Linked DNA regions of Ovis aries: region 1 is linked to region 2. Evidence: chromatin contacts called from public Hi-C data. All regions are on one chromosome and are shown on one strand. Each heading gives the region's core, a stretch centred on a gene start, on an enhancer-like site or on the middle of the called end of the contact. The rest is flanking DNA. Distances are from core to core; before and after follow the strand shown. Region 1 holds the start of ATP5ME (ATP synthase membrane subunit e). Region 2 holds the start of TMEM175 (transmembrane protein 175).

Region 1 (6,885 bases), core at 2,367-4,866, 210 kb before region 2:
CTCATCATCTCTGAAGCGTCCACAGGGGAGAGAACCAGCAGAAACCAGCCAGCTGCGAGGCCACTGCTGGAGCGCCAGGAACTAAATCAGGGTCCAGTCGGCTTAGGCAGACCAGCCTCTGCCCTGCCCTTCCCCCTGCAGGGCGAGTGGAGGCGCCGGGCCACTCGTGGCCCTCGCTCACCGTCTTGTCTCCTTTCGCAGCAGGCACAGAAATCTGCAACGGCGGCCCGGCACCCCGTTCTTCTACCTGCTGCATCCTCTGAGGCGGTCGTCAGGCCCCCTGCCCCGCACCCCACCCCCACCCCGGGACTCCACCTCTAACCACTGGTACAAGAGGTCAGGGAGCCTGAAGAAATGACTGAAGACCATTTTGGATACTTTGAACTTTTTTAAGGTTTGTGTTTTTATGAACTAAAGCCAATGATGAATGATCTTTACAGTGTAGCCTGACTTAATCCAATTTTTGGATACGTAATCATACCACCAAGAGGTCTTCAGAAAGGGTCTGTGAACTATGTGCCTGAAAGCACTGGGTGAATATATTCACAGCTGCACGTATATTTATGGGTTTACAGGTGGAGAAATGGAAACACAGACGCCAGTTCTCATCTGGTTTAGGAACAAATATATGAATAGAAATTTAGAATAAAATCAAAAGAAAACCTGCTGCTCTTTTTGATGTGGCAGAGGACATTTGTTTGTGACCAACCAGAAATCCTGCCAGCACTCTGTGCAGAAATAATCTGTTAATAAATGCTGCCCAGGGAGCTGGTCTGAACCTTGCTGACGGACCCACACCTGTGGCCTGCCCAAGTCCTCCTGCACCCCTGAGGTTTCCTTCATGGAAGCAACCACACACCTCCAAGAACCAAGTGGTTCTGAGCCGGGAAGAAAAGCCAAGTCAGACCCAGACCGAAAACGCAACTCACACTCGAAACGGGTGCTGAGCACCTGATGGAGCTAAAGGCCTTTAACTTGTGGTGTTAGCTTCAAAGCAACTGTTTCCAGACACTGGAAACTCCTCTTGGCTACAGCCACGGACAGCACTGCAAGGGCACTTGGGTTAAGGCTGGTTCAGATGCCGCATTCTCCCAGCGGGCAGGGGATGCACGGGCCCCACACAACCTTCAGCTCACAGTGACACCTGGGGACAAGAGCGTGTGACTGGGGTCCCCCCTGGTTCCCAGAGAGACCCAGTGCCAGCCACCCACCAACCTCAGATCTCCAGGGGGTGTGCACTCCAGCCTCACCTTTACTGAAAACAGGGAAAACAAATGAACTGGGGCCCAAAGCCTAGGAAGTCCACTCCAGGCACAAAGCTGGAATAGCCACATTGACACCAGGCCTCCTCATGCACGCGTATTATACATGTGCCATTTGCGGGCTTCCCAGGTGGTGTCAGTGGTAAAGAACGCTCCTGCCAGTGCAGAAGATCTAAGAGACAAGGGTTCATTCCCTGGGTCAGGAAGATCCCTTGGGAGAGGGCACAGCAATCCATGCTGGTGTTCTTTTCCTGGAGAATCCCATGGGCAGAGGAGCCTGGCAGGCTGCAGTCCATAGGGTCGCGCAGAGTTGGACGCGACTGAAGCAACTTGGCATGAAGAGGCACAGCCAGCAGGGGCAGAGTCTGCTGTCTGCTCAGGCACAAAGGCCCAAGCTCACTGCAGAGCTGGCTGCACCCCAGCCAAGCCCTCAGGAGGCCACATCCCCTACCTGGGCTCAAGAGGAGGGTGTGCAAAAAGGAGAAAAGAAATCCAAGTTCTAGCTCGAAGGGCATCAGGACACCCCCACCCCTCCCACGTGGCGAAGCCTGCCCCCTCTCCAGCCTGTCCAAGGGTCTGAGCCAGGGCTGAGCGGAGCGGCTCAGCAGCGCCCAGGATGCTTGGGTGAGCTGTTGAGAAGCTGTGAGATGCTTGTTGCAGACTGCATCCTGAGGGGCTCCTGTCCTCATTCCCACCCCCCAGCTCTCAGAGCAAGCGATCAAGTTTCTCTGTGTTCCACCCTGTTTATGCACCAATCACTGAATCATTGATTAGTTTTCTGGAACCCCTCTCCATTCACACCGCGCATAATCTGAGAAGGCTGGCATACAACCCAGTCTGAGTCCAGAAACCAAACCACTGGGGACAGTAAAGGGAAGTCAGAGGCGCACAGAGAGCTTTATTTATCCACACTGCTCTGGAGAAGGGCAGCTCACTTCAATATGGTGTCCTCTTGGGCTGGAAAGTTAGAAGGAAAACACACCATTACACACGCCTGCCACCCAAAAGGGCCACCTTAGATTTTGGGGGTTAAACCATCCAGCGTCTCGTCTCATGCCTGGCTATGCTCTGTTTCCACTATATCCTCAGCCTTCCTTAACCTGCGGGTTCTCACTGGGACCTGCCCCCGCGGTCAGGGAGGGTGGAGCCTGGCTCTGGTTGTGTGGCCTCTAAGGCTGAGACAGTCCACCTCTAAGGCCCAGGGGCCGAGCCTCACTAAAGGCAGGTTAGCACCCACCCCCCACAAAGGCTCTCCTTCCCCACCCCCACCCCACTCCGCAGAGGATGGCCCAGGGACCAGTGGAAATGGAAAAGGCGGTGGCCTTTCCTCTCCACTTGCTGCTCCGTATGAAGCAGCAGCTGTTTCTGAAAACCCAACGCGGGGTGGGGGACAGCCGCATGAGCACCTTCCGCCAGCTCCCGCTCGATGCGCTTCTGCTCATCCCGCTTCTTCTTCTCCTCGGCTGCAAGCCTCCTCTCCTCTTCTGCCCGAGGTTTCAGGTAATCTGTCAAAGGGAAGGCGGGGGCGGGGGTGTCCAGTGAACGTTTTCACTGAAGCTCGAAAAGGAATTCAGTTCACAGGCAAAGCCATCCTCAGGTACACTGAGTGCCAGGGGCGCCCGATTCCCACTCTCCTTTACCTGGATGTAGGTGAAGGCCTGACACCCACCTCCTAACGGAGAGCCCGACCCGGAGGGCAGCTACAGGACCCCCGCGGCCACCCCAGGCACCCAGCCGCCCCGCACTCAGTCCTCTGTGCTCCAAGGTGCTGCCCGGCCAACCTCCACCCGGCCGCGCGCGGGGTCCTGCCCTCTCGGGTCTCAGGTCAGGGGCCTCCCGCGCCGCCCCTCTCCCACTCCGGCCGGGGGGCCGCAGACGCCCGCGGACACTCACTGTAGCGCTTGGCGCCGTAGGCCATGCCGAGGAACAGCGCGGAGTAACGGCCAAGCTGTGGGGAAAAGCGGTCAGGGGCGGCAGGGGGGACCGCGCCTGGGGGCGCTCGGCCCACAGGGTCGGGGTCCGGGGCGCTGAGAGAGGGGAGGGGTGGAGGTCACGCCCGCGGTCTCAGCCCACAGGGTCGCGGTCAGGGCGGGGGTCCCGGGCGCTGCGCGAGGGCGGGGGGCAGCGGGGATCGCACGCGCGGCGTCGGGGCCCGATGGGGAGGGTCGCGGCCTCCGGGTCAGGGCGGGGGCCGCTGAGAGTCGGGGGCGCCGCGAGCCGCGCCGAGGCGCTCCCGCGCGTTGCCCACGCAGAGCCGCTCAGCGGCGGCGGCGGCGGAGCCTGGCTCACCTTGATGAGCGGCGAGACCTGCACCGGCGGAACCATCTTGTCCGTGACCCTCGCACCGGAAGCACAATTCGGACCGGAGAGGACGCCGCAAGGCCCTGAACACCGCGGGGACGCAGACGCAGAGGCGCGGCCGGGCGCGCGCACGCAGGGCGGCGTCATCAGGCGCGGCGCGCGGCGGCCCCGCATGCGCAGTGGCCGGGCAGCGAGTGCGCGCTCGCGGCAGCAGGTGCGGCCGTGCTGTCCCCTGACGGTTTCGAACCATGGTGAGCACAAGTCGAGGCCCGCACACCTCGGGTACAAATATTTGAAAAGTGTGAGTACACTGTACAAAGTGAAAACCCGAGCTCTCTCCTGCCTGTCTCGCCCCGCCCGCGGCTCCAGCCACACCCAGGCCTGTCCGGGCCGCGGTCCCCCCAGACCAGCCCCGGGGACGAACCGGGAAGGGGCTCGAGGCTTGGACAGGCAATCCGGGGTCCGGGTACAAAGTGTAGCCTGAGTGCAGGCTGGCTCCCAGCGGAGGGGGTGGCCATGTCCGGCCTCTCTGGACTCACAGGCCAGGTCGACCGTGTGGCCCGAGCCCCTTCCTGGGGCGGCACGGCCGTGGGTGCCCCTCTACCCACCATCGGCCCCATTCCCAGTCCCCCGGCAGAGCTAGGGTTTCCTCACCGCTGCAGCCTCCCCAGCAGAAAGGGGCACAGGTCCTCCCGAGAAGGCCAGCCTAGCAGAGCCTGCTCTCTCGGTCTCCCAACTCTAGCCCTCAGGACCTTGCAGCCCCAAGCTTCAAGGTCCACGTCAGAGAGGCCCTCACCCTCATTTCTGCTGTCTTCTGCCGGGGAAGCAGGGGTCACACTGGTGGGGTATTCTGTCACCCAGCTCTGTGGTCAGCCCAAAGGAGGACAAAGCTGACCCAGCCCGGGTGTGCAGAGGAGGCTGCCCAGAGGTGGGCAGTGGTGGCCAGTCTCCCAGCTGAACCTGCTGTGCTTATACACAGTTCCCATGGCAACGTGGGTTGGGGACACCTGGAGAATGATGGAGGGGGGCAGCCCCTCCACAAGGCCACCAGGACACTGATACTCCTGCCCTGTGACCCCCACCCCCATCCCCCCATTCCTGCAACAGGCAAGATCAAAGTCAAGGATTACGAGCTGGATGCAAGGTTCAAGGAGGCCTTGGGGCCCATCGACCTCACTGTGTTCCTGAACGTGTTGGGGAGAAGCTGAGGGTGAGCACCAGGCTTACTCAACTCCTGATGTCTGCACATCTCACATAAAACCCAGATTTGCAGACCTCTTGAAAGTCTCTAGGACCTGGCATTCCGGGACCCACGTCTGGGTGCCCTGTCGGCCCCCAGCCCAGGCCCACCCCTCCTCCACCAGCTGGTGGGGACCTCTGTCCCTCACTGAGAAACTGCCCACCTCTGGGCCTGGCAGGACCAAGGGGACTCCAAGAACAGTACCCTGGGGCGGGAGCTGAGGGTCTCTCAGGCATTCAGAGTGGGAAGGCCACTGAGAGCATCAAGTGGGCAAGGACATGGAGCCCTGGGTGGAGAGGGGCAGGACTAGCACCTGAGACGCCCAAGGCTCGAGGCCGCCTCTGGGCAGGCATGCACCCTGAGAAGACTCCTCAGCGCATTGGAGATACTGGGCCCAGATGGCAAGGGCAGCACCAACAAGGACTAGTGAGCATGACGCTGGGCACCCGGGCACCACCAGGGCGTGAGGAAGCCAGGCCCACCACCAGCCCCCACCACACCTGCCCCAGCTTTCAGGCCTTGATCCGCCTTCCTAGGATCCAGAGTCCCTCAGGGTAACCCAGGGCAGGATCGGCCATACCCACGTGGGGCCAGCGGTCACTGCCGTTCAGACCATCGCTGGGTTTTTACCCCCTCTGGGGGCTACTTCAGCCTCATGAACAGGACTATTCAGTGTGCCAAGCTGTTGCCCCAGGGATGTGGGAGTCGGGGATGGCTCCCTGTGGTCCCCCCAGTGCCCAGGACTCACCCAGGGCCAGGCTCCCAAGAGGCACCTGCCCCGTGAGTGGGTGGGATTGAAGGGGGTAGACCTGCCCCCCATGAGGACCCATCGCAGGGGCCCCCTGGGCCACCCCTCCAGCTCAGAGCCAGCGCCTTCCCTGCTGCTGCTGCTGCTGCTGCTGCTGAGTCACTTCAGTCGTGTCCGACCCTCAGCAGCCCCATGGACTGCAGCCCACCAGGCTCCTCCGTCCATGGGATTTTCCGGACAAGAGTACTGGAGTGGGTGCCACTGCCTTCTCCGCAGTGCCTTCCCCAGAAATCTGGCCCCTCCCTGCTGTCCTCAGCAGCAGGCGGCAGCTCGTGTCCCAGGCCAACAACATGACGGCTGAAGAGGTTCGGCCCCTGGCGCCCTACGTCCTTCCCCAAGGCCCTCTGTGAGGCCCAGGCATGGCGCCCGGGGCTCCAGGGGGATGTGCCTCCGCCCCTAGAAGCTGCAGCATCAGGAGGCTGGGACGCCCAGTGTCCAGGAAGGGGGACGCCAGCCCCAGCCCCACCCCTTGCCCTGCAGGGTCTCCTGCAGCTTCCCCCCACGCGCAGAAACAAGACAGAGCCTGGAGTCCGGTTCCTGTAATTGACCTGCTGGCTGCAGCCTTGGGGACCCTCCACTCCCTCCATGCCGGCCTGGGCCTGCCACCCCCCCACCAAACTTGCAGGTCGACCACCAGCGATCCTGCAGGCAGCCTGGGCTACAAGCCTGAGCCACGTGCTTGCCTGTGGGAAGAGGAGTGAGAGGCACCCTCCCCCGCGGGGCTGCAGCCAGTTGAATAAACGTGAGCCCTCAAGCCTTCCTGCTCACAGTGCCTCTTGGGCGGAGGGGTCCTCCTGGGGGTGGGAGTGTCCATGGGGTAGAGAAGGTCTGGGGTGGGGGTAACCCCCTAGGGGCAGGAGGGTCTTCAGGGAGCAGCAGCGTCTGCCTGGGGCCCAGCCTCTGCCTCCTGCCCAGCCTGGTCCCACCTGCTGTGTCCATCTATGCTGGCACCAGATGGGAGGGCTGGTCATTCAGCGGTCAGCAGAGGTGGAACACAGGTGGCTCTGGTACAGGCTCCTTCAAGGAAGGCCTTCCTCACACCTGTCCACTCCACACTCAGCCATGCTGGGGCCCTCAGGATCCCACACCCACTCAGTTCCCCCTCACCCTGGGCCCCCAGTGCCAGGCCAGCCCCTGCAGTAGCCACCTGGTCAGTGGCCTCTTGTCTGCACAGCAGCAGCTCTTCTTGCTATGGCCACAGAGAATCCCCTGGGACCCCCTGCCATGACCCTGGGTCCCCCCAAGATGCCAACGTCATCCCAGCCTCAGTCATG
Region 2 (6,294 bases), core at 49-2,548:
CTGATGGGGCGGTGGGGGGCGGAGGAGCGGGGGACACTTCTCATTACTAGATACACTGGCCTCCACTTCGGAAAGAGCCTGAGGCTTGTCACCCAGTCACACCCAAAATGTTTCTGACAGTGGAGAAAAAATGTGTGGTGGTGCTCTGGCCTTAGCACCACCTGAGGACTTTAGGAAGGAGGGCCCCAGAACAGTCAGCGCTGCCCAGCTCAAACTGAGCACAGCTGGCAGCAAGAGTGCGAAATCAGGGGGGTACCTCAGGCTTCAGCAGCGGCCCCAAAGCCACGCCTTCAGCTGCCAAGTGCCACGGCTAGGGGAATCTGCCGGGCCAGACAAAGGAGCAAAAGGGCTGCGCCAACAGGGGTGAGCAACTCTGCGTGAAGTAAAGAGGGCATTCAGGAAGCCAGAGAGGGCACGCGGAAGTACCAAAGACGGCCCTGCCCGGCCTGCCAAGCAAGGTCCGCAGCGGTCACACCTGTTGGCTCGTCCTGCGGAAACTCGCCTGGGGACTCAGACGCAGGTCGGGGAAAGGGACGCTCAGGGGCAAGGAGGCAGCGCGGCTAGCGGGCGCCGCACCGCGTGCCCCCGCACCTGCGGAGGCCAGGGCCACGGCCACCCACGCCCGAGCCCCTGTCAGCCAGGCGGCCGGCCCTGCGTCCGCCCCCCGCCGTGGCCCTCGGAGCGAGAGGGGCCACGGCTTCGCCTGCCCCCGCCGCACCGCCCGCCTGCAGACTCCAGCCTCCAGCCGCGTGGAGTCCCGCCCGCCGGGCCAGCCTCCGCCCGGGCCGGGGGTGGCCCGCACCCGCCGGCACGGCCGCCAGGGCCCGGCCTGGCCCCGAGCCTCCCTCACGGAAGTGCCCGACCCGCGGCCGGCCTCGTCCCCCGCAGTCGCCGCCCGACCGGCCGCGGCCGCCCTCACCTTCGGCCAGGACCCGGCGCACCCGCAGCCGCAGCTCGCCCATCTCCACCGTCTGCCCCACGAAGTCCGTCTGGTCGCGGGCGGCCGCGCCCCCCAGGGAGCCCGGGCCCGCCAGGAAGTCGAGCGCGGACTGCAGCAGCGACATGGCGGCGGCCCGCGGCGGGCGCCGGCCCGAGGGCTCGGGGTCCGCGCGCGTCCGGGTCCGCTCGGCAACCGCCGCTCGCGAGCCGCACCAGCTTCCGCCCGACGCCGCGACGCAGGCGCGGGGGGCGCGACCCGCCCGGAAGAGCGCCGGCGCCGCACTTCCGCCGCGCCGGGGCCGCGCGTGCGCGGCGCCGCGGCCTCAGCGGACTTCCGGGTCGCGCGCCTGCGGGCCTCGGGCGGACTTCCGGGTCGCGCGCCTGCTGGCTGCGGCGGACGACCCTCGCAGGGCTCGCCCCCGGCCTGGCGCCCAACCGTCCCGCGTGGCCGTTTCCGCGGAAGCTGGCGCTCCCGGGGCCTGGTTGCGCGGCGGGAGCAGCGGGCTGTGTGCGCGGAGCGCCAGGGCGCTAGCAATGTCCATCTTTTTGAGTTGGTTCCCACTAAAGAACTGAAAAGCTCAATTTCAGAAACCAAGATTGGTAGCTTCTGTAGAAAAAAGTCAGATCTGGCGGCACTGGACCCAGACTCCCGGGTGTCACCCACCACCTAGAGCTGCCCCCGCAGGTAAGACAGCACCGCTCGCCTGGCCCCTGGGCCGCTTCCCGGTCCCGGCGCGGGGCCCTGGAGCCGGATCCCCAGACAGCATCGTCACCCGCCCGGAGCTTCACAGAGATCTCTCTCCAGACAGGCTAGCGTCTGTTATCCTTGTAATAAAGCAGGTTAGTTTGTACAGGGCTTTATAAGTGTTCGCCTGAGTGACCCTGGAGCATCTCAGAGAACTCCCACCCCACCCCCGCCTTCGAGGTGACAAAGCGTGCTCCGCAGCGGCATTACGCGGCCAGCTGGCCAGGGTCTGCTGGACACAGTTAGTGAGACAGCTCGAAGCCCACACAAGTCGCACGGCTTCTCCAGCCAGTGTTCATCTGCTACGTGGCATACAAGGGTTGGGGGCTCAGGAAGGAGTCAGGCTGTGTTTGGGTGTCCCTAGCATATAGGTGGCAGTTGAAGAGAGCCCTGAGGGGGACACGGTGGTTAGAAAGAGGACGCAGTCCTCAGAGGGGAGGAACAGCCAAGGAAGCAGGAATAAAACTAAGAGCATTGGGTCCCAGGGCCGCAGGGAGATGGGGGGAAGGCAGGGAGGGTAATTAGAAGTGGCACACAATGGCCCCCCACTCCAGCACTCTCGCCTGGAAAATCCCATGGATGGAGGAGCCTGGTAGGCCACAGTCCATGGGGTCCCTAAGAGTTGGACATGACTGAGCGACTTCCCTTTCACTTTTCACTTTCATGCATTGGAGAAGGAAATGGCAACCCACTCCAGTGTTCTTGCCTGGAGAATCCCAGGGACAGGGGAGCCTGGTGGGCTGCCATCTATGGGGTCGCACAGAGTCAGACACGACTGAAGCGACTTAGCAGCAGCAGCAGCATACCCCTTTAAAAGTAGGGGAAAGAGTGAAAGTTGCATGTTGAACTTAGCAACAATGAGATCTTTGGTGACCTTGCCAAGAATAACATTGTTTCATTGGAAAGCTCCCTTTAACCTAAGGGGAGGAGTGTAGAAAGGAGAGAGGGTAAGCGGAGGTAACTCAGTGCCTTGGTGTGGAGAGCGAAGCTGGAGTGATGGTGGGGACTGGGGCAGCCTCTAGCCGGCAAGCAGGGGCAGGGCAGGTGCACAGGGGTCCCGAAGAAGGTGGGAGGGGATGACATCCAGAGCATAGGGAAGCATTTGCTTTGGGAAATCGCTTCTCCTCGTAAATGGAGGAAGGTGTAGTGACTTTATACGTTTGTTGGAATTAAAGTGAGGGATTCTCTAATGACGTCCCTTCTTACTGTGACTAAGGGGAGGAAGCAGCTACTGAAACTGAGAAGGGAGGCAAGAGCGAAACAGTGCGAAAAAGATCTGAGGCAGCTTCTGTGGGAGACCTGGTGAACACAGGAGCGCTCGGTGCTGCCCAGGGCGCACTTGCGCTCAGCGGGTGCGGCTCGCGCTGGTGTGAGCTGCAGCCAGGCGCAGATTTCTAGACAGTGTGACTCCCTTGGGGTCGGGAGTTTATTCAGACTTTGTATTTCGTTTTGCTGGGGCACTATTGATACTGATCCTGCTTGAGGAGCTGCAGTAGCACCATCTTAATCCAGTTCTGTGTCTCTGGACCACATCCCTCCTGGACTCGTGGCCCTGCGTTCTGAGGCGGCTCGCCTCACATGTGCACGCCGAAGGCTGTCCCCCCACTCCAGCACTCTTGCCTGGAAAATCCCATGGATGGAGGAGCCTGGTAGGCCACAGTCCATGGGGTCCCTAAGAGTCGGACATGACTGAGCGACTTCCCTGTCCCTCTCGTAGGTTTCATAACAAAGACCAATCAGAAGTCAGAAAGGTTTGATAATGATGGATGGGTAAATGCATCAGAAGATGTAACAATCCTATACAGTTCTGTCTCTGATAATAAAACTTCAAAATGCACGAAGCAAAAACTGATACTTCTGCAAGGAGAGGCAGACAAACCCACAGCTGTAGTTGGAAATCTCAGTACCACTTTCTCATGTAATGACAGAACAAACACCCAGAAATTGACCAAGGACGTGGCAGAGTTGAGTGATACCATCAACCAACTGGATCTAATAGCTTTTGTAGGACGCACATTATCAACTATGTAGGCAACATTCACCCAGATGTTTCATGTTGTGGGCAAATATGTTCCCTAACTACCATGGAATAAGCTGGAAATTAATAGCATATATCTGGAAAATCATCCAAATATTTAAAAACCTATTGACTTGTACATTACCCATAGATTAAAGGAGAAATCAAAGGGGAAATTAACATTTTAAACTGAATGAAAAAAATGAAAATGCAGCATTTCAAAAGTTGTCTCAAATCACTCATCTTAATAAACTAGAAAAATAAGAGCAAATGAAACTCTTTAAGTACAAAAAGGGAAACGATAAGTATCAGAGCAGAAATAAATAAAAGACAATAGAGAAAAATCAATGAAACCAAAAGCTGATTCTTTGAGATGATGAATAAAATGAGTAATTTCTGCCAGGTTGAATAAGGGGAAAAAGAGACTAGCAGTATCATGAATGAAGGTGATGATGTCATTGCTGAAAGGGTAGTCAGAGAACACGAGCAACTCTCTGCCAATAAATTCAATCACTTGCACTAAGGGAACAAATTCCTTGGAAGACACTGCGAAAACTCACTCCAGAAGAGAGAGAAAAGTCAGTATATCCCTATAACTATTAAAGCATTGAATTTATAGTTAAAACCTTTTCCTCAAAGAAAACTCCATACCTAGATGGCTTTCCTGGGGATTCCACCAACCTAAAGAAGGAATATTACCAATTCTCCAGGGGTTCTTTAAACTGAAGGAAAGTTTTGCCAGCTCATCCTGTGAGGGTAGCATTATTCTAATGCCAGAATCTGACACAGACATCACAACAAAAGAGAACCGCAGACTAGTATTCTCATAACAGAAATAAAAATTCTCACAAAACATTTTTCAGCAAACAGTGCAATGCTATATAAAGAGGGTGATGCAGCGTCGACCAAGTGGAGCTCATCGCAGGAGGGCAAAGCTGGCTTAGTGTTCAGAGGTGGGTCAGTGCGATTTACGGCATTACAGTGAAAAAGGAAACCAAGTGGGTCCTCTCAAGACGCAGGGACTTCTTTCTAGCGATGATGGTAAGGAATCTCTGCAGTGCAGGAGACCCTGGTTTGATCCCTGGGTCAGGAAGATTCCCCTGGAGAAGGAAATGGCAACCCACTCCAGCATTCTTGCCCGGATAATTCCATGGACAGAGGAGCCTGGCGGGCTACAGTCCACGGGGTTTGAAGAGCCGGACACGACTAAGCCACTAACACAAGACGTGGGAAAAGCATCTGACGGCACTTGCCTGCGATGCCACGGTCACGGCTCCACGCTGTCACTGCAGGGGTGCAGGTTCAATCCCACATGCCGTGTGGCCAAAACAAATTTTTTAAAGAAAAAGCATTTGACAAAATTCAGCATCCATTCCTGATTAAAAAGAAAAATACTGTCGACAAGCTAGGAATAAAATGAAGGTTTTTCAGCATGATAAGGACATCTATGAAATGCCTATAGCTGACAAAACAGAATGATGAAAGACTGAATTTCTTTCCCTTCAAGATCAGGAACAAGCATTCAGCATTATACTAGGAGTTCTAGCCGGTGTGACGAGGCAAGAGATTACAGCCTCCAGGTCAGGAAGGAACAAGCAAGACGGCTTATTTGAAGATGACGTGATCGTCCACGCCAGACTTTCCTCACCTTGGCCATGGAGATTGTGGTCCAGATAGCTCCTTACCAGGGTGGAGGAGTGATGTTTCCAGTGAACCATAGGGCCTTTGGCAGCACCTCTATCTCAGCCCCCTGGATACCAGTAACATACCACTTGTCACAACCAAAAGCATCTCCAGGTATTGGAAATGTCCCTTAAAGGGGAAATTGCCCTCAGTTGAGAATCACTGCTCTAGGTGAGAAAAAATATGTGGAAACTACAAAAAGAGCTACTAGAACTAATGGTTTTAGCAGAGTTCTAGAATATAAGGTTAATAAACAAATTTTAAAAGTTCTATTTCCAAATAGCAACAACTATTGAAAGTTGAAATTAGAAAAAACATGGTTTACAATAGTGTCAACAGATACTAAATTTTGAAGATAATCTGTAATAGATATGCAAGATTTATAACTGAAAACTAGGCAACTTTGCTCTGAAGACCCTTAATAAGTGGAAAGTTACACAGTATTCATTAGTTTAGAAAATACAGTATTGTTAGGACATCAAATCAGTCTACACATTCAGTGTCGTCCCAGTGGAAACCCTGTCACGCGTTTCTAATTGACACACGGTTTTAAAGTCCGTTTGGAGCAGCAGGGGAGCTAGAGCAGCCACAGCGAGTTCAGACGAGGACAGACTTCACGGCTCACGCCGTGTAGCTTCAGTCCTTATGGAAGTGCCGCTGTCTCTCCAGCCGCGTCCAACCCTGCGCGACCCTGTAGACAGCAGCCCACCAGGCTCCCTGTCCCTGGGATTCTCCAGGCAAGAGCACTGGAGTGGGCTGCCATTTCCTTCTCCAATGAATGAAAGTGAAAAGTGAAAGTGAAGTCACTCAGTCATGTCCGACTCTTTGCAACCCCATGGACTGCAGCCTACCAGGCTCCGTCCATGGGATTCTCCAGGCAAGAGCACTGGAGTGGGCTGCCATCGCCTCC

Evidence for each region. A called contact is a pair of places that touch in the nucleus more often than the background predicts.
Region 1: a Hi-C map of liver shows a contact between it and region 2, with 2.7 times the contacts expected there. The contact joins the promoter of ATP5ME here to the promoter of TMEM175 in region 2. A contact is called at or near these places in 3 of 16 Hi-C or Micro-C datasets (hypothalamus, liver and tail adipose tissue).

What each region holds. Positions count from the first base shown.
Region 1 is chr6:118,319,894-118,326,778 of ARS-UI_Ramb_v3.0, reverse strand. It overlaps ATP5ME (ATP synthase membrane subunit e), which reads right to left and starts at 3,616. Exons shown (of 3, transcript XM_060417733.1): 1 at 3,552-3,616; 2 at 3,156-3,210; 3 at 2,141-2,767. The coding sequence starts at 3,587. The coding sequence ends at 2,478. It overlaps SLC49A3 (solute carrier family 49 member 3), which reads right to left. Exons shown (of 9, transcript XM_042251799.1): 9 at 6,136-6,885. PDE6B (phosphodiesterase 6B) reads left to right here. Exons shown (of 22, transcript XM_027971362.3): 22 at 202-433. The coding sequence ends at 263.
Region 2 is chr6:118,109,121-118,115,414 of ARS-UI_Ramb_v3.0, reverse strand. TMEM175 (transmembrane protein 175) reads left to right here and starts at 1,298. Exons shown (of 9, transcript XM_060417719.1): 1 at 1,298-1,624. GAK (cyclin G associated kinase) reads right to left here and starts at 1,160. Exons shown (of 28, transcript XM_042251771.1): 1 at 920-1,160. The coding sequence starts at 1,064.